Linked DNA regions of Mus musculus: regions 1, 2, 3, 5 and 6 are each linked to region 4. A link is a contact called in public ChIA-PET, HiCAR-type, HiChIP or PLAC-seq and promoter capture Hi-C data. All regions are on one chromosome and are shown on one strand. Each heading gives the region's core, a stretch centred on a gene start, on an enhancer-like site or on the middle of the called end of the contact. The rest is flanking DNA. Distances are from core to core; before and after follow the strand shown. Region 1 overlaps Itpr2 (inositol 1,4,5-triphosphate receptor 2). Region 2 overlaps Itpr2 (inositol 1,4,5-triphosphate receptor 2). Region 3 overlaps Itpr2 (inositol 1,4,5-triphosphate receptor 2). Region 4 has its middle 7.6 kb from the start of Gm38926. Region 5 holds the start of Bhlhe41 (basic helix-loop-helix family, member e41). Region 6 overlaps Gm32838 (a long non-coding RNA gene).

Region 1 (3,791 bases), core at 191-2,690, 930 kb before region 4:
TGGTAGCAATATTTACATTGAAATCTTTTGAAAATCACTTACTATAGTGGGTGCTGTGGAGGAGGACAACTTTGTGAGTGAGGCTGGATTAAGCTTAGGTTTGAACCAGGCTTACTTGCCTATCTTGTCAGGCCTGGATTCATTTTTTAAGCATAAATTATTTGCACAAACTAATAGCATTATTTGTGACATACTTCTGAGTGTCTATAACATATTTTGGTTGCTCCAACTTCAACACCTGTGTATATGGCCTCCCTGCCTCCTTAGATGTCAGTGGGCAGACCATAGAGCAGGGCTACAATTGAGATGCAATATCACAAGTTACCAGTAGGCGTCACTGTTCCATAAATGATGTCTCTTGGAGTAGCTGAGTACAAACCTTTAAATTATATAAATGTTTTCATTTCTTCTCATTGATACTTTGAATTCTCACTATATAATTTTAAATATTCAAGCCAGGTGAGATCAAAACTGTTTCTACCTAAATCTAGTTCAGGTTTTATTCAGAATTCTAGTCATTGGTGTTATTTTAAACAACTCTTCCCCTGTTTAATTTTAGCTACTGTAATATTAAATCGCTTCCTTCGGTATTACTTTGGTATTTAATAAAGACATAGGTGCATCTTGGAATCCTGAAAAACACATGTTTGTCACTTCTTCTGTGTGTTTGTGGGTAGTCTCTGCTTTCTCTTCATGTGTCAAGTTCATACCATCGCAGGTTGCCTGCCAAGCTCTTGTTTTTGAAAATAGCAGGCACACATTGATTGCTTTATACCTGGGTTCAGGATCTTTGTATGTAGATAGACTTTTTTTTTAGAATGAGAATTCGAATACAGAAAAGGATAGGTGTCCATTTGGCATTCAGTGCTTTTTCACTAGGGCCCAGCATTAGCATAAGAGAAGGCCTGGGGGTGCGTAGATGCTCAGTCACATTCACCACACTCATGTGAGCTCAGCGTTAACAGAGTAGCATCACCAGGAAACTAGATATACTCATGATATCTCATGATAGTGCGTGTTCTGTCCAAGCGCTGGGAACAAACCATGTGTGTCTGGAGTTAGTTGTTCCTTGGGGCTCACATTTGGAGAAACACTTATGATTGACAATTGGTTATACTTACTATAACATCTTAAATAAATTATCCCAATGTAGCCACAATCTAAAAGTTTATTTGAAAGGGCAGGGGGAGAGTTGTACAGTGTACATTTGACACCTGCTTTTGCTGTGGCTTGTGGTGACTTCTGTCCTGATATGATCTGTATACAGTGTGATCACTTTTAAAAAAGACCTCTCCCTACTGGTAGGCAGGAAACCGTGTCTTGTGTTCACTGCCAAGAAAGTCCCCAGGCACATGACAACACATGTGTACACTGCATATCAGAGCTGCAGGGTGTGGTTGGAGGAGACACGGACGGCTGAGCCACTGAGGCGGCTCTGCCAGCAGCAGCCTGTGGTTATGTAACTCCTGCAGTGTCTGGCGCTGTGCTTCACTGGAGACAAGTCACGTGCTGTGCAATGCCATTGCCTGAAATTCAGTTGCTCTGAAGGATCCGTGAGTCTGCGTGAGAGAAGCTTTGGCCGCTCTGTACTAGAAAGCAGATGTTGATCGGCTGCACATAACTGATGAGTGTGCACACTAATTCCAGCAAGGACATTTGCTGTCTGTCTGTCTGTATCTCATTATGCTCCTGAAGAGAGAAAATTAAGTATTATGTAATACGGACAAATAATGAAGTGGAGGGAAGCAACTCAGTCCTCCTCACTAGAAAAACTTGTCCCACATCACTTAAAAATATTTTTATGATGATTCAGCAATTAATGCAACAACAACAACAACTATTCCTACTACTACTACAAAAGTAACATACTGGACATTATTTTTGGGAATTTGTGTAGGTAGCAACCAGTATTTTCCCCCAATGCGTGGTCTATGAAGGAAAAAGGAAATTTGCAAATTTTAAGGAACATTAGTGAGAAAAAATTAAATTATGAGTTCAAGTGGACTTTTCTTTTTAAAAGATTTTTATTTTATCTTTGTTTGTGTATGTGCATCTGCATATGCAGGTATCCACATGGGCCGTGGAGGGTGCCAGACCCTTGGGGCCTTTGTCCTTGTGGGGCCATCTTTCCGGCTCTTCAGATAACCTAGAAGGTTATCTGAAGTTAGAAACTTTGGGCAGATTTTACTTTCTTTGTGAGAGTTGTGGAATTGGGACCAGTCAGAAATTCACCCTTATTATATGGCTGAGACTTCAGATTGCATCTCTCAGAAGGAGATCTGGAGTCTGCAGGAAGGCAGCGGTCGGTCGGTGTAGGGAGAGAGGCTGAGGGTTCATTTATCTTCCCTGGGGCCTCACAGAGAACCCAGAATACAGCCAACTTGGGCTCAGCTCTCCTGACCGCCTCTGGCTTCCTGCCTGCAGGATTTCAGCAGTCAGACCGATGCTAATGGCTGTGAGTAGAAATCAAAGGCCCTGAAGCCCAGACTCAGTCCACTCTGCTGTGTCAACAGGGATTAGCTGTTCAGTTCTGTGATTTTGGGTAGGTTCCTCTTAAACTGTAACAAAACCAATGTTGTTCATTTTTTTCCCTCTTGCAAAAGGTCTTTTTATTTTTCTCTTATTCGTTAAAACCTCCGGATGGGAGTTTGTTGAAATCCCCATTTTTATTCCAACCTTATCGTACATATGTGGATTCTGCGTGTTGTTTTCTAACACACTCAAAATGAGATTATAACAATCAGCTCTTTCATAGATGATCTGACTTAGGCGGGACATTCGACACACGTGTGTGATTTACTTTCCTGTCAGCAGAATGCATGTTTGTAGGAGGCATGATCGTTCCACTGGACCAAAGGGTAGCAGGGCAGGGTTAGGCTGCTAGTGGTGATGGGATATGGGTTTCAAACAGACCATTGAGTGTTTCACATGTCTGTGCAAGTGGTCCACACCAACAGTGTGCGAGCGGTTCACACCCACGGCTGCAATTTAGGGCAATGCTGATTAATTATCCTTGGGATGCGGGTCCCAGGAGGTCTGCTTTTGATTTAATTTATCTAATATTCATGTGCATGTGTCTGGTGCACATGTGTGTATATGCATGTTTGCATGTGTGTGGTGGACTCAGGCTTGCATGGGTGCATGCGGAGGCTGGAGGTTGATATCAGGAATCATCCCAGCTGCTCTTTCATACCAGACACAGGTTTCTCAGCCAGACCCGGAGCTCTCCCGAAAAGGCTAGTGTCTCTCAGCTTGTCCTGGGGGTCCCCTCTGCCTTCTGAGGTTGTAGTTACAGCTCACCTGCCACACTTGTCTTCCCGAAAGAGTCTAGGAATCCAAACTCCAGCCCTTACACTTGCATAGAGCACACACTAGCTGCCTAGACAACTCCCCAGCCCCAGCGATGCTCCCTAGGTGGCTGTGATGTGAGACTCATGTCTACTTCCTGTCTAATATTCTCACCTTCAGGGACAGCATCTCCACACCTCTATTTATGCTGTGCTTCTGATGTGGATGGATATGTTTGGCCCTCCTGTGGGTTCTACAGAGTGAAAACATTTAAAAGAAAAATTGAACCAAATAGTACTTTTTTTTATTATTTTTTATTCCATAAAGAATGTAGAATAGGGATTGGAGAGATGGGTCACTGGTTAAGAGTACTTGTTTTTGCAGAGGACTGTGGTTTAGTTCCCAGCACCCACATGGAGGCTCACAACTGCCTTTAACTCTAATTCCAGGGGATCCAACTCTTTTTCTGACTTCTGCATGTTCCTGTATACACATGTGTGCTC
Region 2 (3,508 bases), core at 455-2,954, 870 kb before region 4:
CCTCTAGTGTATTGGGATTCTAGCTGTGACCAACTATATACAGTCAAAATTTTAAAAGTGAAAGTGTGTGTGTGTGTGTGTGTGTGTGTGTGTGCTGATTGTGAGCACAGGAGTGTGGAGGTTCATGGAGGCCCTTATGAGCTCCCTGGAGCTAAAGTTACAGCCAGTTGTGAGTCACACCACATGGGTACTAGAAACAGAGGCCAGGCCCTCTGTCAGATCTCTGTGCTCATAACTGCTGAGCCACCTCTCCGACTCACATTTGTACTTTTTAATTTCACCTTGTTTTCTTTTTTGGCGGTGGTGCTGGGGACTGAACTCAAATGGCCAGGCCCTCGAGGCAAGGGCTCTACCGCCAGGCTGCTCTCCACTCCAGCCTTTCTCTCTCTGGGTGGTCCTAACCCACACAAAGAGCGGCATACACTTTATGTTTCTAAATAGACATGAAAGGAAGATGTTAGAGGTTAGGTTTCTATTGCTGTTATAAAACATGACCATAAGCAACTTGTGGAGGAAAGGGTTCCTCTTGCTTACACTTCAACACCCCAGTCTTATCACTGAGGGAAGTCAGGGTGGGAACTCAAAGCAGGAACTCGGAGGCAGGAGCTAAAACAGAGATCATGGAGAAGTGCTGCTTATTGGCTTGTTTCACCTGGCTTGCTCAGCTTGCTTTTATATGTATCCCAGGACCACCTGCCTGGGGGTGCCACCACCCATAGTAGACTGTCCCCATCTCCCCACCAATCAGTAATTGAGAAATAAACCACAGACCCATCTAGTGGGGGCATTTCCTTAATTGAGGGTTCTAGCTTCCAAAATGACTTGATCTGGTATCAACTTGACATAAAACCACACAGGACTTAGGATTCCATGGTTGTAAGACTTGCCTATACCATGGACCGTGGGACCACTAACTATATAGCAGGGCAGGCAGGTGTATGTTACCCGGTGGGTCTGGAAGATGATCACGTCCTCCGTGAACCAAGACCGTGACTGAACCAAGCAGAAACGAAGCAGGAGGGAAGATCTAGGGGTGAAGGCACAGGACAAAGGGGTGTCTAGCACGGGCCACAGATGTTTCTTGCTTGTGCCTGATATGGACTTGAGAAACATTTGGAAGCAAACGGGATTCTCAGATGGAGTTAGCTCAAGTTCCCTGATTCTGTCTGCTGAGACTCGGGTTGGGTGCATCTCCATGTCACCCTTGACCATTCACCCAGGGTCTCTTTACTCAAGCTGTCTCAAACCACAGTTTTTAAAAACATGTCTCTGACCTTCTGCCCATCTCAGCTTCCTTCTCTTGGTGTCTGATAGGCCAATCACCTGACCATACACAACTTTCCACTCTTTTCCTTCCTCCCTTCTGTGTGGTTCCCCCTCTTTGCTGTCACCCCAACCTGACAGCTGCTTACTTTCTCTCTGTCCGCACCTTCCTCTTCTCAGAAGTTAAAGAAATTGGCCTCCACCTATCAAGCAGATATTTATCTCCTAAAAAACAAACAAGTAAGCAAAAGTCTCACAATGAAAGAGATGAAGGAAAGAAGCCCGTGTCTGTCTCCTTCTGTCTGCATACTCCTTAGCATGATAAAGTACTATAAGACTCTGCAGCTTTGGACAATGGTTGGACACCAGGCAGTGGGGTGGGCGGCATCTGACCCAGAGCACGTGCCAGTCTTACTAAGGGTTTTAGTCTTCTGCTTGGCCCTTCCCAGCTTCTCCTCCGGGACCTGACATTTTCATTTCCTGTCGGCAGTAAACCCTGTGTGCTGAGGAGGAAGGGAAACTGTGACTTGTTCTGAAGTCCCCCCTCCCTGTCCTCCACACCCCAGACTCTTTCCGTTGCTAGCTACTTTACCAACTGGAATGTGCTAGGGAAAGTGAGGATGAGGCTTGGCCAGCTCCTAGGGAAAGAGTTGGCTATGGGTAGATGACGTTTTCTGAGCTGGAGGTAGGAAAGCAGGGGAGTGGAATAGAGCAATGAGCTTGGCCCTAGCCCATGGGTGCTTGGGAATCAATGTGACATTAAGATAAAGCAATGTAAGGGTCCAGCTGCGAGCTTCATTCCTGGGAAGAGAAGCTAGGCTTGAACATCAAGGTATACAGATGTATGTATAGATGGTGTTTGAAGTTGTGCTATAGATGAGATTTCCGAGGAAGCAACTGGAACAAAGGGAGTAAGCCAAGAGAAAAACCTAGAGAGATTTCAAATATTAAAGAGGGTTAAGGGGACAAGAGAAAAGAATCCCTCAGGAATGGCTGGAAATGAGAGAACTGGATAAAGACAGGGTAGTGAGACTCAGCAAGAAGGCCAGACAATCGGCCTCAAGTACTCCGAGAGGAGGTGCACCTCTATGTAGCTATCCCGTGATGAGCAATCTGTTTTTCTGGCTGGCATCCAAACTGGACCCTAATGAGCAGAGGAGCTGAGAGGTCACACCGGTGACAAAGGACACCAGAGACTCAGGGAAGCAGCCATCCGAAGCAGTTTAACCTGTCGAACCCCACTTTAAGCAGAGTGAAAGAAGAATCTCAGATCTAAGTCGTCATTACCAATCAAGTCCTTGTCCCCTACCTCTACCCCCTGCCCCTCACCCCTGCCATGTCTGGGGGTCAAGGTGACTGGTGCTCATCATTCTGAGCATCTCCCAGCCGCTCTTCAGAAAGTGTGTGTGTGTGTGTGTGTGTGTGTGTGTGTGTGTGTGTGTGTGTGTGTGTTTGTGTGTTATCCTGTTTAAAATATCCACATGCCAGGGTTCTTTGAACTCTTCTTACTGGTGTTCTCTTAGGCCAGTGGCATTGCTTCCCAGGGTCCTGTGTGCAAGAGCAGATCTCTGTCCTTGCCAAGGGCTTGTCTCAGTGAGTCCTCACTCTGTGTGACCCTCCGTGGCTCTCATCTGTGAGGCACGCTTTGGACCCTGGTGACAGTGTTAATTAAATGTCTATGGACTTGGGAGTCACAGCGAGGCCCTTTGCGCAAATGTTTGAGACAAAGCTGGAGGGATAGAAACATGACCATCCAGGAACTCATTAGAGAATGGAAGGGCTCAGACTCACCCAGGGGTTCACATGCTAAGTGGGCGAGGCAAGAGAACCTGCAAATGACCTCCAGAAGGAGTAAAGAAATCTGTCTGCTCAGCTTTCACAGTGCGCAGTTTCTGTGGGTAAGCTTTGGTGGTTGGTTCCTCTCTATCAACCAGTTTTACTGAGTCTGTTTCAGATTCCAGGTCTTAGCTTGTTTTCAGCCAGCGTTGGTCACTCCCACACCTTTAACACCTAATTTAGACACGAGTGTCTCCAAGCTTCAGGATGTGAGTGGGGCCAGGCAGCCAGGCCCTTCCTGGCTTCTCCTCGGGGACCTGACATTTCCCGTTCCTGTAGGTGGTAGACCAGAAGTACTGAGGAGGAAGGAAACCTTGTCTCGTCTCCTCTGCCTGCCCCTAGGTTAATCTGGCTCCCCTTCCTCATTGAATGGTTTGTCCTATAAGCAGTCATCCAGGGAGAAATCCAT
Region 3 (3,736 bases), core at 1,236-3,735, 970 kb before region 4:
CATCTCCATTTAGCTGTCTGGTTTCAAACTCTTTGTTCTTGCTCTGCTTCAGACCTACCCTTCCCGAGTTGTGGGCACCTTGGCAAATGGCAACTCTGGAACTTGCTCTCTGCACCCTGCAAGGCAGAATCTTGGTGCCATTTGCAAATACGACTTTGTACACCCTAAATCAGATCCTTCTCCAAATACTGCAGGTTCTAAAATAGCATACATTTGACTAGTTCTGAACTCTTATACCATAATTGTCCACATCTGGAGAGAGGGGGAGGAGATGGGGTATGTGAGGGTTGGGTCAGGCCACCCTCCTTTGCTTAGACAGCCCAGCAACTTACTGCCTTTCTGTGAATTCTCTTCCTTCTCTGTGACCTCCTAATGACCTAGTCTCCCCACAGCTGGCTCTCTGTCCTGTTCACGCTGGTCTGGTCTCCATGGTGATTCTAATGATGCTCCCATCTTAACACCTTTGCCTTCTCCTGGGAGGCTTGGCTCCAAGTCTTTTCTTTCTCTTTGGTCAGATCTTGTTAATTTTATTGTTCTCTCTATGGGGCAATGTCTGGTATAAACAGCTGAAAGGATTTGTTTGAGCTTGAGGCTTTGGCAGTTCACCCATTACACTGGGAGGGCTTGTGGAGGAGGGGGCTGTCCACCTTATTGTAGAGGAAGCAGAGAAAGGACAGAAAACACTCCCGAGTGACATTCTTCCTCCAGTCAGGCTCTGCTTCCTGATGTTACCTGATGTCATAGGTAGAGTGGTATGAAGTATAAGCTTTCATCCCATAAGGTTGAAATGGGGGATCAGCTAGGAAGGGAGTGTCCCAAAGCAAGACTGAAGCACATCTGGGCAAGCATGAATCCTGTAGCCATTTAACTGGTTCAGGGCATGTGGTAGTATGCTGCAGATTCCCAGGGCAGGTGACCCCTCCCTTGGAGCCTTGCCATTTCATCCCATGTGTCTTCTCTCTCCTGTTCAACAGATGAACCTGGTATTGCTAACATCCCTGGGTCACTAGAGACGCTTTGGGTTCATCCTCACAGCTGCCTGCAGGGGTCATTCTGTCAGGCAGCATGGCCTAACTTCCTCGCATTTCTTTGGAAATCTGGTAGAAGGCTACGCAGCTTTGTAACTTGTGCATGCTTCATGCTTACAAATCAGCTCCACAAGGTTGAGGTCAGGGCCTGCCACCGGCTTGAGCAATACCCAGGGCCTGTGGACTGTGAGTACATTTGTCTCTAGGGCCTAGGTGTCTGAGTGTGGTAAAGCTGAGTGTGCAACTGTATAGATCAGGACTTGTAGCACCACTCTCATCCTAAGGAAGTCTTGTAAATATTGTACATTTTTATAACCCCCCGAGTCGGTGATGGATGGTTCTCTTTGATTTCCTGACATCCCTCAAGATAGTGTTGTCCCCGTGCAAAGCAGAGAGCATTAAAAAAAAAAATGATCCTATGACATTGCTCTCCCCGTTGCTGTGTGAAATCTCTGACAAAAGCAATGTAGGAATACAATGCTTTTATGTTCTACAGTCTCAGACTCCTTGGCTGGGAAGGCATGGCTGTGACTGGGAAGGCGTGGCCACAGCTGAGAAGGCGTGGCCATGGCTGGGAAGGCGTGGCCATGGCTGGGAAGACAAATGGTCACACTGCGTTCACACTCAGGAAACAGTGAACAGTAAGAAGGCAGAGCTGCAAAGAAAGCGTCAAGTCTTAACCTCTATGACAACATTTCTCAGCCTGTGACCTCAACCCCTTTGGGGTTGCATATCCGATATTTTACATATTTACATTACAGTTCTTACGGTGGGGAGGTCGCCATACCATTAGGAACTGTATTAAAGGCTGTCAACATTGGGAAGGTTGAGAACTGCTGCTTCATGATCTTCCTCCATAACAGACGACAGCATGACGGGGACCAGGGGTTTGGATATGTGAGCCTGTGGGGACATCTCCCATTCAAACGACAGTGGGAACCTTTTTAGGAACCTCGTTTCCCTTGCTCCTACTTTAAGCTGCTATTTTTTCTCACCAAACTACATGCTTTCCAAGTCTCTCTGCTTGGTTTTGGTTCCTACTTTTAAACTACAAATCAACGTAGTCAGAGATAGCTGTGTCTCGGCCCACGTGCCGCTTCACTTTGAAATTTACTGCTTCTGTAGTAAAGAGAAGAGTTGTTTTCGCTCATGGTTTCAGGGGCTTCCGTCCGTCATGGCAGGAAGGCGTGGCAGGCAGAGTAGGGCCAGTGTAGGATGCAAAGTGAGAATGTTGCTTTTCAATATCTTGGAGAGGAATCGGTCCATATGCTTTGGTAAACACAGGCTTTTCACTTAACCAGGCATTGGAATAAAGCCTTATCTAGAAATAGGTAATCTCATTAATCTACAACCCAAACGGGAGTCTCTGGGTGGTGATTTGCCAGTGCCCAGTTCCGAGCAATGCAGCCCAATGTGAGGTAATTTCTGAGAGGCATCCCACTGCACGGGCTGTGCCTGGACAAAGTCCGTGGAGCTCATGAGTGAGAGCTGGCCTGCTACCTGCTGAACAAAAGGGCAGTGTTAGCCGATCAGAAAAGTCCAGTGTCTGGAGGATGCTGAAAGAAGTAAAATCGTAACTGACGGCTATCACAGGAAAGTCAGTGTGGTATTCGTTCTGGGCCATGTTAGATTTTAATTCTCAGTTAGCGACGTCCAGACACACAGCCTAACCTAAGTGTGAACAGCATGAAAGTGAGAGCCGTGGAGCGGGCTCGCCTATTCAGAGGCATTGACGTAGTTCCCGATTATGTCTGGCCCCACTCTGCGTAGTCACATGTTGGAGGTTCAAAAACAAGACCTGGAAAACTCCAGAAATACCTTTTAAATTCTGAGGTGTGCGATGCTGTCCCAGGTCCGCTTTGTCCCGCCTTCCCATGGTGCCTGTGCCGACCACAGCTTAAGTCACGTGGTAGGGCTCTTTTAACTAGGTCTACTGTACTGCAGTGGCTGTGTCCAGGCAGTCCTTGATTTAGTTAGCACAGTCTGTGGTGGTAAGGGAAACTCAAGTTGATAATCTGTGCCATTGATAATCTGTATGGTGTGTCTTTTAAGTAAGAAGGTGACTGAAGTGGGGGAGGGGGAGAGGAAGAAGAAATGTTCACATACATTCACTCTTATTATGACATATCAGTTTTAAAATTTGTTATTATTAATCTATTTTCTCTGCAACATTTGTGAATACTTTGTCATTTAATTATTCAGTGTCCCAACAGTGTAAGTTATTACGAAAGCCTTTCTGGTCTGAGGAAGTTGTATTAGTGAGTCTCACTGTGGAGGAAGAGAAGGCTAACACAGTTGGAAGGGTTAGACAGACCATAAGCAAACCCTGCCCTCATCTAATTCCGGTACAAGCCGTCCCGTTTTCCAAGCCAGGAGCTCTGGGACACATGGTTTGAGAAGGGAATTTTCCTCTTTTATGAATTCGTGTGGCAAGTGTTAGGGAGGTATCAAATGAAATCACATGCACTTGTTCTTTTATTGAAAAGTCAAGCATTACAGAAGAATGTGGGTCGCCCAAGGACGTCTGGAACACATGGCCACCATCCCTCTCATCCTTTGTCCGTATTTGTTTTCTTTGTCTTCCCCGGTTCCCAGCCTTTTCTCACACCCTCTGCTCCCCTCTCTTCTTGTGTCCGTATCTCCTGTGTGTTTTCAATCAGGACCCTTCGCTTTCGCAATTTGTCAGCCAGACATTTGGAAGGGCAGTT
Region 4 (3,700 bases), core at 564-3,063:
AGCATGGCATGCTTCCCTCTTGTTAAAGCAGGGCTTTCTGGGCATTTTAAAGCCTTCGTATTTACTAGGCACGCAAAGAGGTAACAATGAAGCCTGACGTACATAGTGCTTTCAGATCAGTCAGATCAGTTACACAGAGATGGCTTAGCAACTGAATGCTTGCTGCTATTCCAGAAGATCCCAGTTCAGTTTCCAGCACCCACTGTAGGAGAGATGAAAGAAGCCATCCCTTTTCTGACCTCTGTGGACACAGCACACAGGTGACAGACATTCACATGGAAGCATGTAACTAAAACTAAAACTAAAATCTTCTTTTTTAAAAATTCCTCCACAATACTAAAACTATCGGAAGGTGTCTATGATGCAAATATTCTATATATACATAGTTAATGATGTTTGCACAACACATCTGTCTCTTGCTTTAATTTAATCAGGGTTAGTTATAAGGTTTTTAAAAATGGCTTTTATTGGCATGTGTGGGTTAAAAACATAAAGCAACATTCACAATTGTATGATTTCATTTACTTGAGAGTAACCAAAAAAATGGCATCTGTGATTTCACCTAACAGCATCCTGAAGCTCTGGCAGCTCGCCCTGAGAGTCCTGATACCAGCCTGCCCCATCTTTGTCTATGGGTATCTGTGATGGTGAAGCATTTGCCAGCAGAGGGAGCTCTTTTGCTAGAATCCAAAGCGCTTACTTGTCTCTCTGTCTCTGTCTCTCTCTCTTAGGAAAAAAAAAAAAAAACTGCAAACTACGAAGCAGTCCGCTTTGAGGCATTGTCTTCACTGTTACATGAAGTCGCTGAATGAGCTCTGGGTTATTTAGGACTACACAGATGTCACGGGAGAACGTCGATTAATATAATTTAGTAAGATGTTTGTGGCTTGTGCTTTTTGTCTGACTACTTCGCACAACCTGACAGACCCTCCTGGATGTGCCGCGCCTGCTTTCAGGACCTGGCTTTTTAACCCCCGGCTGGAGGGAGACACTGTTTTTTGCTTTTTAAATTCGGCTTGGGTGTTTGTTTGCAAATAGGATCTCACTACGTGGCTTTCAATCCTCCTGCCTCAGCTCCACCGCACCCGGATGCAGTTTAAATTTGGTTCTAAACCGGGAGACATCGTAAGTCCTGCATCTCCGAGCCCTGCTGGCTTTCTTCTCCAGCTCGCTGCGTCTTACAGCGACCACAGCACGCAGTCTGTTTTGAGCATCGGAGTGGCCAGTCATCTCACAGAACCGTGGCGGGTCAGCTCTCACGTGGTTTAAATTTAGCCGCTAGGAGCCACCCGCAGCATCTGCTCCCGGGTCTCCTTGAAAACTTTTCGTAGAAAGCAAAAAGATCCAGTGTCAATCGGCGGGCAGAGCTGATGTTCCCTGAAGGCGAAGGACGTCCTACTGGACCACCACCTGCCCCATTTTATTTCATTAAAAATATATGCATGTGTATATATGTGTATGTATGTATATGTATATATATGTGTGTGTGTATACACACACACATACATATGTGTATGTGTGTATATATATTCATATATATGTATATATGTATAGTTTTCTCTCCACATTTTTACATAGCCCAGGCCAGCCTGGAACTCAAGGCAATCCTCCTGTCTCAGCCTCTGCGAGGCAGGGATGACGGACACATGCCAACCCACCCCGCCCTACTTCAGACCTGGCGGTCGGCAGGTCCGGCGACTCCGCCCACTGTCTTGCCGGGGAGGGGCAGGCGCGCTCCCGTCCAGGTCGCGGCACGGTTGTGTCAGCCCCTATGCAAATGAGATACCCAGAGCGGCCAATCGGAAGCCGGCGGGGCGGTGACGTGCTCTCAGAGCCCGGTGGTATTTATAGCTCGTATTTAAAGAGCCCTGGGGAGTCTCCCGCTCGCTGGGCGGCGGCGCGGAGCTGCGCGGTGGCGGGTGTCGAGGGGGGGAGGGGGCTGGGCCCGGACGGAGAGTGCAGAGTGCAATGGTCTCGCCCCGCTCCTAATGGTCCTTGCCTGGGCTCCTGGACAGAGGGAGAGCTCTGTCACTTGAACAATTAATGTTTCTTCCTTTCCCTTTTCTTCCTTCCTTCCTTTCTCTTTTTTTTAGCTCTTTGGACAGAATCTAACTCTAACCTAAGCTGAACTGTAGACCACTGTATAACACAAGCTGGTCTGTCCACGAACTCTCAGCGAAACTCCTGCCTCAAGTCTGAGTTTGCAGACCGATGTTGCAGTCGTGCACCATCGCGCCCAGCTTGACTATACATACGAATTTACACATATATATGTATATTATATACTTTAAATCATTTTTTAAGCTAGGGATTTGGACTCTCAAGCAAGAGCAGAAGATTCACTCCGACCCCACCCCAAGCCTCAGTCGGAGTCACCACCAGTAGTGGGGTTTCCTGGTACTTGCTGCTTGGAAGCCGTCTTCCTGGAGGGGGGGGGAGGGGAAGACAATACGAGCTGGAAAGCCAAGAGTCGTGGGATTAGGGGGCGGGGCAGTTGGCTAGGTGACAGTGTGATCATGGAAAATAAGATGCAAGATAGTGGCGGTGATCATCCCGTTTCAGTCGACTGATCGCCAGACTCTGCAGTGCGAAAGCAGGAAGCGCATGACATCAGAGGACGGAGGAGCCCTGAATAGGACCCGGTGTCTGCAAAGCTGGCTGGCTTCCTCTCTCCTCCTCCCCTATACCTCTATCTTATAGCAGAATTTGGTCTTGACGGTGAGCTCAGGCACTGGGTGCTGCCCTAGGGAGACACTGACCAAGTTTAGTATGCCTGGGTGCCTGTTCACCTGAGTGTATAATGACACAGACCTCAGATTCGTTTAAGGACAATCAGGCTGTTAGATGGGTTTGTAGAAAGGAGCTAACCTAAAGTGCTATGATTACCACCCTAACCTAACGAACAGATGGCGAATGGGGAGACCCTCACTAGTATGCAGGACACAAAGGCTTCTCAGCTACCTCCACAAATACAGTTCTCAGTAAGCCAAGATTGGGTTGTTACCCACCAAAGGGTCTGGGGTGTGCCTGGTCCCTTCTTGTTTTTTTGTTTGTTTGACTGTCTGTCTGTTTGGTTTTTGTTGTTGTTGTTGTTATTGTTCTTCCTTAGAAAGGTGTGCTTGACATAGATCTCTACAGACCAGGCTGACCTGAAGCTGTGTAGCCCAGGTTGGTCTCACACTCGGAGCAGATCCAGTGCAGGATTTAACGTTGCTGTGCACAAAGCCAAGGATGAAATGAAGCTGGATACGTTCGTTCGTTTGTCTGACTTCTGGGAAATCTGTGCTGTTGCCTCCCCTGCTTGGGGATGGCTCCCCGGCAATTGCAAGGTTCTCCCACCTTAGCTGGACTGGCTCTACACTCAGTCCCTATGACAGCCAGCAAGGCTGAAACAAAGGCAGTTGCTACAGCTGGTCACAGGACAGTCCTGTGGGCAACATTTGGAGGTCTCCGACACACATGAGACCGTTAAACTCTCACAGTATCGGGTGAGCTGAGCCCAATTTACAGATAAGAAAACAATTCTCAGACTCACTGGGACCGACCGCTGGTAGGACGGAGCCCAGGCCAGAGTTCACACAGTTCTCAAAGCCTCTTAGCTGCCCTTTGCACCTGTCTCTGGGGGAGGGGCTGTGACAGTGATGTCTTTGTTCGTCCCTGCTCTCCACCAACTACAGTCACCCTAATCCTGGTTTAACAT
Region 5 (3,845 bases), core at 665-3,164, 520 kb before region 4:
CATTTGGCTTCAGTTAAAAGCTGGCCCCAGTTAGCCCAGGAGTTCCTCTGACCAGATGTTGGCCCGAGACCCTCTGTATACTGACAAGGCCAAGATGCAGTGACCCAGGCTTATATATTCCTATCCCATAATTTTAAAAGGGGGATTGACCCTAAAGTATGTTTGGAGACCACGAACTTTCAGAAATCCAGTAGACAGAGGGCTGTTATTGCTGCTATTTTTTATTTTATTCACCTTAGCCTGCTGCTACCTAACCTGGCCAGTTAAGAACTGGAGGAAGCCAGGATGCTTTACTGTACTAATAAACTGTTGAGAGCTCTAACTTGCCTCAGAATCAGAAAGATAACCACTTAGAGACAAGAGAGGGAGTAAGGGCTTAGAATAAAAATCCAAATCTGCATTTAAAAAAAATCACTTTCACTGTTATCATTAATTAATCGCCTGCTGCAAAACAAGCCCTGTCGTCCTACTCGAGGAACCAGGGAGGGTGCTGGAAAGGAACTCATCCCGGCAGCTCCGCCCAGGACTTGGGCTCCAGCGCCGCGCGGCTAGGCGGGGAGGAGGCTCCCGGCACGTGACCCGCTCCAGCCGCCCTGGCCCGCGACCCAGATCCGTCCCCGGAACCCAAGCGCCGCTGCCCTGGCCCTGCTGCGCTCCAGTGCGCGTGCATTTGGGGCCCAGGTTCCTTCTCGGTTCTCGTGCCGCTGGCGATAGCGAATGTCCGAGAGTGAACGTGATTGTCAATTCTGAGAAATTAGTGTAGGAGCAACCTGGGGTCTCCCTGCCCACGGGGATGGAATTCAGATTCTTATTTAGCTTGAGTTGTGGGGACACTGAGCACCTGGGGACGGCTGTCCCCAGCTGTGTGGACCGAGCTCCCGAGGACACGGGGCGCGCGCACGGCATCCCTGCGCGCTGATGTGGCAGCCGCCGCAGGTCGCATCACGTTGCCGGCCCTGTGCTGGTACCCGCTGGAGACAGGATTAAGGAGGGAGGCCGCGGAGGTGCCAGTAGTAAACGTGGGCTCGCCACACTCTCGGCGTGGCTTATCGCACGAGGGAGACGGGAGGCAGCACAGTGTCTCGCAGGCTGGGGCGGGCAGGACCCGGACTGCGTGGCTTTCCCGCAACAGTCCTTGCGTGCCTCCTGCCCTGTGCCACCCTTCCCCCTCCCTGCTCTCCCCCGGGAGCACCCGAGGCCCCAAACGTCATCTGCCTCTGTGTGATTAGTGTCACCGCAATTCCGGCTGCTGCGGGAAGTTTAGGTGGCCCGGGGACACTGTTGCCAGAACCACTTGGTATGCGACATTCTGAATCAGTGTCTACATTTTCACTGATCTTAAATCCGGGAAGCAAATTGCAAGTCACCCCCTTTTCAGGGTAGGTCTCCAGCCTGACCTAAAGGGTGTCTTTCTACCCGACCCTTCTTTCACCCCTGGCCAGTAAACAATGAGCAAAATCTCCGAATTTTCCTTCCCCGCTCAAGTTTAGCCACCACGAATTCGCGTTCTTTCTCTGGCCCAAACCAACAGCAATTGGTGGGAAAGCCAAAGGCCACGTCCTCGGTTCTGCACCGAGATGCTGGACGAGCCGGGGGAGCCCCTCGTCCCGCCCCGCCCCCGCGCCCTGCAGCGCCTCGGGGAAGACGAACGGCTCGCCGGGTGGCCGCTCCTTCCAGGTGGCCCCAATCAGGTGTCCCCGCCCCCTCCCGGCCCCTCCTCCCCGCCCCCCTCCGGGCTGGACCGCGGATGGTACGTTCCGCACGTGAGCTGGGTGCTGGTCTGGCCGGCGACGCGCGTGCCCTGTGGCCAAACACTGCCCGGAGTGAGAGCAAACTACCAGCGCAGTGCGTGTGTGCGCGCGGGTGTGCGCGCGCGGGTGTGCGAGAGGGCGAGCGAGCGAGCACGGGGCGGAGGGGCGGCCAACTGCTTCACACTTTCAATACTGCACTGAAGAGGGAGAGCGAGACAGCCTGGAGACGCACACATCCCCCCAAAATCTCTCCAGGCGACCGTCCCACAGATTACAGGACAGAAACCTCCAAATCGAAACGGACAGCCATTGAACATGGACGAAGGAATCCCTCATTTGCAAGAGAGACAGTTACTGGAACATAGGGATTTTATAGGGTAAGGTGTACGCACCGTTGCGAATATCTGTCTAGGCGTCGGTTTGGCTTTTTTTTTTTTAATCCCCTGCACAAAGTGATATGGAGCGGGTGAGGGCAGAGCCCCTCCCGGAATGGGGGCCTGATGCTGATTTCTGTTTTTGCAGACTGGACTATTCCTCTTTGTATATGTGTAAACCCAAAAGGAGCTTGAAGCGAGACGATACCAAGGTAAGTCTTAAGTTTCCCATAACCTGCCTGGATAGTTAATTAGGGCCATTGATTTCGCAAGGAAACTCTGCCCGCAAATATATTCCAGCCCTGAGCTTTCCTAACTGTGAATTTTAAGTGGCTTGCTGGATACTCCGGGGGATATTCAACACCGCACCTGAATTTAAATTGCATTTTAGAAGTCTAGAGGAGAGAGTTCTGGGCATTAGTTCATTACATAGTGTGTTTGGGGGTTGGGGTGGGAGGGTTCTATCCAGTAAGTGAATGAATGTTTAGCTCACTGCTGTATCTTTTCTCTGGCTCGTGTATGAAGGATACCTACAAGTTACCGCACAGATTAATAGAAAAGAAGAGACGAGACCGAATTAATGAATGCATTGCTCAGCTGAAAGATTTACTGCCCGAACATCTGAAATTGACAGTAAGATGCACATTTTCATTCTCCTGATGGACTCCGGGGTGTATTTACCTGATAAAATTCCCAGAGATAGGATAATAAATGTAAATATTAAGAGGCCTGCCTTCTAACTTGTGCTGTAACTAAGAGTTTCCCAGAGACTCAGAACAGGGGCTCCGGGCTAATGGCAGAGATCATTGACGACCTGACTGTGGGGAGCTGAGCAGCGCTTCCTTCCCAGTGGTGTGTGTGTGTGTGTGTGTGTGTGTGTGTGCCTGTCTTAAGTTGCTGGGCTGCGTGGAAATAAAAATGCGTGTTTTAAAGTAACCCCTGTCCCCCTTTGTCGCACCACTGCAGACACTGGGGCATTTGGAGAAAGCAGTAGTCTTGGAATTAACTTTAAAGCACTTGAAAGCGCTAACAGCCTTAACTGAGCAGCAGCATCAGAAGATAATTGCTTTACAGAATGGTAAGTGGGTCTGAGGAAGCCAGCCTGCCCTGATACAAAAGGGGGTAACGCTGGGGGCGCAACGCTAGGACTCCCCCGCTGCGTCCTCTCCTGGTGAACGTCGCCTCTTTCCCTTTGGTGGCAAGTACCCAGAGCATCCCAAAGGCTTCCCGCAGAGCTGGAGGAGCCCCGTTTTTATTTAAAGTGGCGGCTGCACCTCTTCAGTTGGGTTTTTCAGCCAGGAAGAGAGCGCCTCACCGCGCCACCCCCTCCTCTCTCGGCAGTCTGCGGATTATATCGCTGGAATGCCCAGGAAAAGCCGAGCTCACTGTAGGCAGCGCAGGGCCCACGTGATGAGCAGATGTCTTAACGCCGCGGTTTTTCTTCTCGCCTCCCTCCCCCGTGCACCCTAGGGGAGCGCTCTCTGAAATCGCCGGTCCAGGCCGACTTGGATGCGTTCCACTCGGGGTTTCAAACCTGCGCCAAAGAAGTCTTGCAATACCTCGCGCGCTTTGAGAGCTGGACACCCAGGGAGCCGCGCTGCGCACAGCTCGTCAGCCACCTGCATGCCGTGGCCACCCAGCTCCTGACGCCACAGGTGCCCTCCGGCAGGGGCTCTGGGCGCGCGCCCTGCAGCGCGGGGGCTGCGGCCGCCTCGGGTCC
Region 6 (3,575 bases), core at 1,003-3,502, 740 kb before region 4:
CTCCAATCCTCATGCTTGAGTGGCAAGTACTTTGACCACAGAGCTTTCTCCTTAGCTCCCTCTGCTCTGTACCTTTCTCCTTTATATCCAAACTCTTGGAAAGAAGTTTGCATTTCTACTTCCACACACTTCAGTGAGCCTTGAACTTTATGATCCCAGATAAAACTATCAAAATCACCAGCAACCCCATGTCACCTCATTGGACGGTCGATTCTGAGTCTTGTTAGATTGGATTCTCCAACAGCTTTTGACCACTCAAGGCCTTTGTTCTTGAATCAACTCTTGTGTCTCTTCTCTCTCTCTCTCTCTCTCTCTCTCTCTCTCTCTCTCTCTCTCTCTCTCTCTCTCTCTCTCCTTTTCTGGACATCCCAAGAGTCTATCTTTGGAACCCCCCCCCTCTTGTTTGTTTTAACTCCTGAGATCTCAGCCCTCTTCAGCCAACTATACACAGAGACTAAGATACAGGGCAATAAATAGCACCCAAATCAAAGCCCCCAGGAGTCCCCTGAAGCCGCTTCACTTCTCAGACCTCCACGGGGTTCAGCAGCTCCCCTGTCTGAATCCAACAGTTCCCCGTTGTTCATGAATCCCACATTTGCAAATGCACCTGCTCTCTAAATACCCATGATGCTCTCATAATTCATTTCCGATGTGCACGGAGCAGCCAAGAGATTTGAGTCACCTGACTCCGTGTCCAAGCTGTTGTTCCACAAGGTGGTGTTCTGTCCTAATGCTTCAGCCGTCATCATGGCAGCATCTTCGCACACTTGCATCACTTGAGTGAAGACTGCACTTTCATGCACATGGGTGCTTTTGGTTGGTGGTTTTTCTGTGTAAATGCCCTGTAGATATTGCACTGAAGTGCTATTCTGTGTCCCAAAGTTCAAGAAAGCAGAGACTTTGCCCGACAAAGAAAATATATTAGGCACACTCCCTTCGGGCATAAGCTGCAGTGTTGCTGGACAATTTCAATGTTAACAAGTCAGCAATATACCCTGAACATGGTGTCTTTAAACAGAAACACACAGAAAATAAGCGGTTGAAAAAAAGATGTGACCAGAGCTCACGGGAACATCACCCTGTGCGTCAGGCCCCTTTTCACTGAGCTGTTTTCTAGATGACTTTGTCAAACACAATCATAGCAAAAGTGAAAACATCTGCAAATCTGAGAACGCACCGTGACCACCTCCCACCCCATTCTTATTCATCTTAGAAAACAACTTCACTCTTCCACCTCCTTAGCCCATAGCCTCAAAGGTGCCTCAGCCCACAACACACAAGCCAGTTCTCTTGAGGTTTCCTTTGAAATCTCCCTGCTCCCTACACCCTCACGGCCTTAAGCGTAGTCTAGCCACAACCACCTCAACTCCAGCAGACACATCCTAACTGGTCACTCTGCTCCTATCCATGACGTCACCTGGCAGTCCCCACCCTCCCACTAATGAAGCAGAACACTTGCTCCCCTGGGAACCTCCTGTAGCTTCTCAGGTTATAGAGAGCAAATCCTCACTGTGGCCTTCAGCCACGCTGACTCAGTCATACCTCTGGACCTTATATTCTCGTTCAGACACTCATGTGCAAAGGGTTCCTGTGGCTGCCTCCGCCCTCTGCCTGCTCGGCCACATCACATCCTTTGAAGAGGAAGAGCCCTTGCTACTCCACACCAAATCTCACCTCTCTCTCTCTCTCCCTCTCCCTCCCCCCCACCCCCCCTCTCTCTCTCTCCCTCCCTCCCTCCCTTTACCCAGCGGTGGCTTCCTTCCTTCACGGCAGTTATCAGCCAGCACATTCCAGACCTCCTCATTATTCCCAACTGAACACTGGGCGTTTGAGGGCAAGGCCTCTTAAGTTCTCTGCAGCTCTCCTGAACCTGAAAGCGGTTACCAGACGTAGAGTAGTGATTCAAGAAAACTGACGGTGGGATTTGGTTTCTCTTGTGTGAATAAGAGAAATCACTTCTATTTCACACTGCAACTTAACTCTCTGAGAGCTCAAATGTCATCCAGACTGCCTTCCCTGCTGACTAGGGCTCTGGGCCATCTTCAGCACATCTATCTGCTCAGGGGAAGCAGGTCCCAGCATCATGCTGCCTCTTTAAGCCTCCAGGAAGGTTGAGAAGGTCTTCTGTCTCTGTCCCTCAGTTTTAGTTATAGGGATTGTAAATGGCTGTGTTGTCTTAGGGAGATATCACTCTAGAGCCTCTATTGACCTGAGCTCATTTCCCTTTGTCTCACAAAAACCAACTTCCTTTCTGATACTGACTGTGGGGGAGGGGCTAAGACACTGGGCTGCTTTCATCTCTGAGGGAATTGGCTACAGAAAGAGGGTTTTCTGCTCCGTGGCTGCCTTTCTTTGCAGTAATTAAAAACAACAAAACAAAACAAAACAAAACACACTGTGCAAAAGCAATTTAGGGAAGAAAGGGGGTTGTTTTATCTTAGCTGCTATCACAAGCTGTCTTACTGATCTGTTTGCAGACCCACACTTGGCTAGCTTTCTTCTGCTCTAGCCTAGACCACCTGCCCAGAGAATGCTGTGGCCCACTGGGCCTGCCTACAGCAATGAGTGACCAAGACCGTCCCGCAGACATGCCCACAGGCCAGTCTGATCCAGGCAGTTCCTCTTGAAGATGACTTTAGGCTGTGTCAGGTTGACAGTTAATGCTAACCAGGACACCTACATGGGACTATAGGTGAATGCACACACTGACAACTGTGCCTCTGTACCTAAGGATGTTCATACACACTTAGTATTCACACACAGGACTCAGCTCTGTGTCTCTTACTCCTGCGTCTCCTTGCACAAACATTTTGAGGAGACATTTGTTGGGGGTTCATGGTGTCGGGTTCATTTATCATCGTGGGGAATGCACAGAGGAGTTCATATCCTGGGATTATGTGGCTGAGGCTCGGCACATCATGGCTGGCCAGGAAGTAGAAAACAGGACTGGCAACAGGGCCCTTGAAAGGCCTCCTCCCGATGACCAGCTTCTTCCAGCTCCACTCTATCCTCTAAAGGCTCCAGAGCCTCCCAAAACAGCGCCACCTGCTGGGGGATTTCAAATATTCACCAAGTGAAACAGATTCAGAGGAAAGCAGGCTCCTCACCACGGGTTCTTAATTTTGAAAGAAGGGAACTGCCTTCCAGATCAGATGTTGCTCAACAAACTAAGCAGATACAGCAGTGGAGGAGCTAAGGAGCTGGCTGCTTTAGCAAGCTTGCTAGCCAGCCAGCCAGAATTATAGGAGTCAGGCTGAAGGCCATGGGCAAAGAGGAGCTAAGAAGCCACCCACAGAGGCATCACTCCTAAGGCCCAGACTCCTCTTTAAAAAAAAAAAAAAAAATTAAAGTCCCACTCCATTCTCAGGTGGGGTGGCCTCCAGGCCTGGAGTTGCTCAAGCCTCAGTTCACACACGTGTCACGGTGTCTCGGGCTCTATAGGTGTGCTGCAGGCTGGGCTATCTACAGCAGCCGCAGTCCAAGTGCAGAGACCAGGGACATTTCGAATGGATTTCTATGGGAAAAGAAAAAGAAAAGGATGCAGACATTTTGTAAGACACTAAGAAAGAATTTAA

The links. Promoter capture Hi-C pulls out the DNA fragments that hold promoters and counts their contacts. ChIA-PET counts read pairs in DNA pulled down with a chosen protein or histone mark. HiCAR-type assays count read pairs that join an accessible place to other places. HiChIP or PLAC-seq counts read pairs in DNA pulled down with a chosen protein or histone mark.
Region 1: a contact with region 4 is called in an H3K4me3 HiChIP or PLAC-seq map of bone marrow-derived macrophages, with 5 times the contacts expected there. The contact joins two enhancer-like sites. A contact is called at or near these places in 20 of 484 Hi-C or Micro-C datasets (the C2C12 cell line, the G1E-ER4 cell line, bone marrow-derived macrophages and 14 more) and 14 of 115 datasets of contacts at active chromatin or transcription factors (the NIH/3T3 cell line, T-cell acute lymphoblastic leukemia, astrocytes and 11 more).
Region 2: a contact with region 4 is called in an H3K4me3 HiChIP or PLAC-seq map of bone marrow-derived macrophages, with 7 times the contacts expected there. The contact joins two enhancer-like sites. A contact is called at or near these places in 1 of 39 promoter capture datasets (cranial neural crest) and 3 of 115 datasets of contacts at active chromatin or transcription factors (bone marrow-derived macrophages, large pre-B cells and microglia).
Region 3: a HiCAR-type map of kidney shows a contact between it and region 4, with 4 times the contacts expected there. The contact joins two enhancer-like sites. A contact is called at or near these places in 1 of 484 Hi-C or Micro-C datasets (bone marrow-derived macrophages) and 7 of 115 datasets of contacts at active chromatin or transcription factors (astrocytes, bone marrow-derived macrophages, cardiomyocytes and 4 more).
Region 5: a contact with region 4 is called in a promoter capture Hi-C map of liver, with 3 times the contacts expected there. The contact joins the promoter of Bhlhe41 here to the enhancer-like site in region 4. A contact is called at or near these places in 3 of 39 promoter capture datasets (embryonic stem cells and liver), 1 of 484 Hi-C or Micro-C datasets (muscle stem cells), 5 of 115 datasets of contacts at active chromatin or transcription factors (differentiating embryonic stem cells, embryonic basal ganglia, embryonic forebrain and 1 more) and 2 of 9 other capture datasets (embryonic stem cells and embryonic tail).
Region 6: a contact with region 4 is called in an RNA polymerase II ChIA-PET map of memory CD8 T cells, with 36 read pairs. The contact joins two enhancer-like sites. A contact is called at or near these places in 3 of 115 datasets of contacts at active chromatin or transcription factors (large pre-B cells, memory CD8 T cells and pancreatic cancer cells).

What each region holds. Positions count from the first base shown.
Region 1 is chr6:146,268,975-146,272,765 of GRCm38.p6, reverse strand. All of the region lies in intron 37 of Itpr2 (inositol 1,4,5-triphosphate receptor 2), which reads left to right. Among named protein-coding and RNA genes, the nearest start is that of Gm35596, 51 kb to the right of the region's middle. Within about 2 kb of position 1,440, at least 182 of the 459 cell types and tissues checked have an H3K27ac peak or open chromatin away from gene starts, as enhancers often do. A contact at or near this core is called in the C2C12 cell line, T-cell acute lymphoblastic leukemia, bone marrow-derived macrophages and 10 more, where this site is marked.
Region 2 is chr6:146,207,402-146,210,909 of GRCm38.p6, reverse strand. All of the region lies in intron 45 of Itpr2 (inositol 1,4,5-triphosphate receptor 2), which reads left to right. Among named protein-coding and RNA genes, the nearest start is that of Gm35596, 11 kb to the left of the region's middle. Within about 2 kb of position 1,704, at least 38 of the 459 cell types and tissues checked have an H3K27ac peak or open chromatin away from gene starts, as enhancers often do. A contact at or near this core is called in bone marrow-derived macrophages and microglia, where this site is marked.
Region 3 is chr6:146,314,055-146,317,790 of GRCm38.p6, reverse strand. The region is part of intron 32 of Itpr2 (inositol 1,4,5-triphosphate receptor 2); the gene reads left to right. Among named protein-coding and RNA genes, the nearest start is that of Gm35596, 96 kb to the right of the region's middle. Within about 2 kb of position 2,485, at least 14 of the 459 cell types and tissues checked have an H3K27ac peak or open chromatin away from gene starts, as enhancers often do. A contact at or near this core is called in kidney, where this site is marked.
Region 4 is chr6:145,338,969-145,342,668 of GRCm38.p6, reverse strand. No RefSeq gene overlaps it. Among named protein-coding and RNA genes, the nearest start is that of Gm38926, 7.6 kb to the left of the region's middle. Within about 2 kb of position 1,813, at least 422 of the 459 cell types and tissues checked have an H3K27ac peak or open chromatin away from gene starts, as enhancers often do. A contact at or near this core is called in the C2C12 cell line, T-cell acute lymphoblastic leukemia, bone marrow-derived macrophages and 16 more, where this site is marked.
Region 5 is chr6:145,863,489-145,867,333 of GRCm38.p6, reverse strand. Bhlhe41 (basic helix-loop-helix family, member e41) reads left to right here and starts at 1,914. Exons shown (of 5, transcript NM_024469.2): 1 at 1,914-2,128; 2 at 2,274-2,337; 3 at 2,651-2,758; 4 at 3,092-3,203; 5 at 3,596-3,845. The coding sequence starts at 2,067.
Region 6 is chr6:146,078,943-146,082,517 of GRCm38.p6, reverse strand. Gm32838 (a long non-coding RNA gene) reads right to left here. Exons shown (of 4, transcript XR_001785421.1): 4 at 2,251-3,045. Among named protein-coding and RNA genes, the nearest start is that of Gm35544, 7.2 kb to the right of the region's middle. Within about 2 kb of position 2,252, at least 114 of the 459 cell types and tissues checked have an H3K27ac peak or open chromatin away from gene starts, as enhancers often do. A contact at or near this core is called in memory CD8 T cells and pancreatic cancer cells, where this site is marked.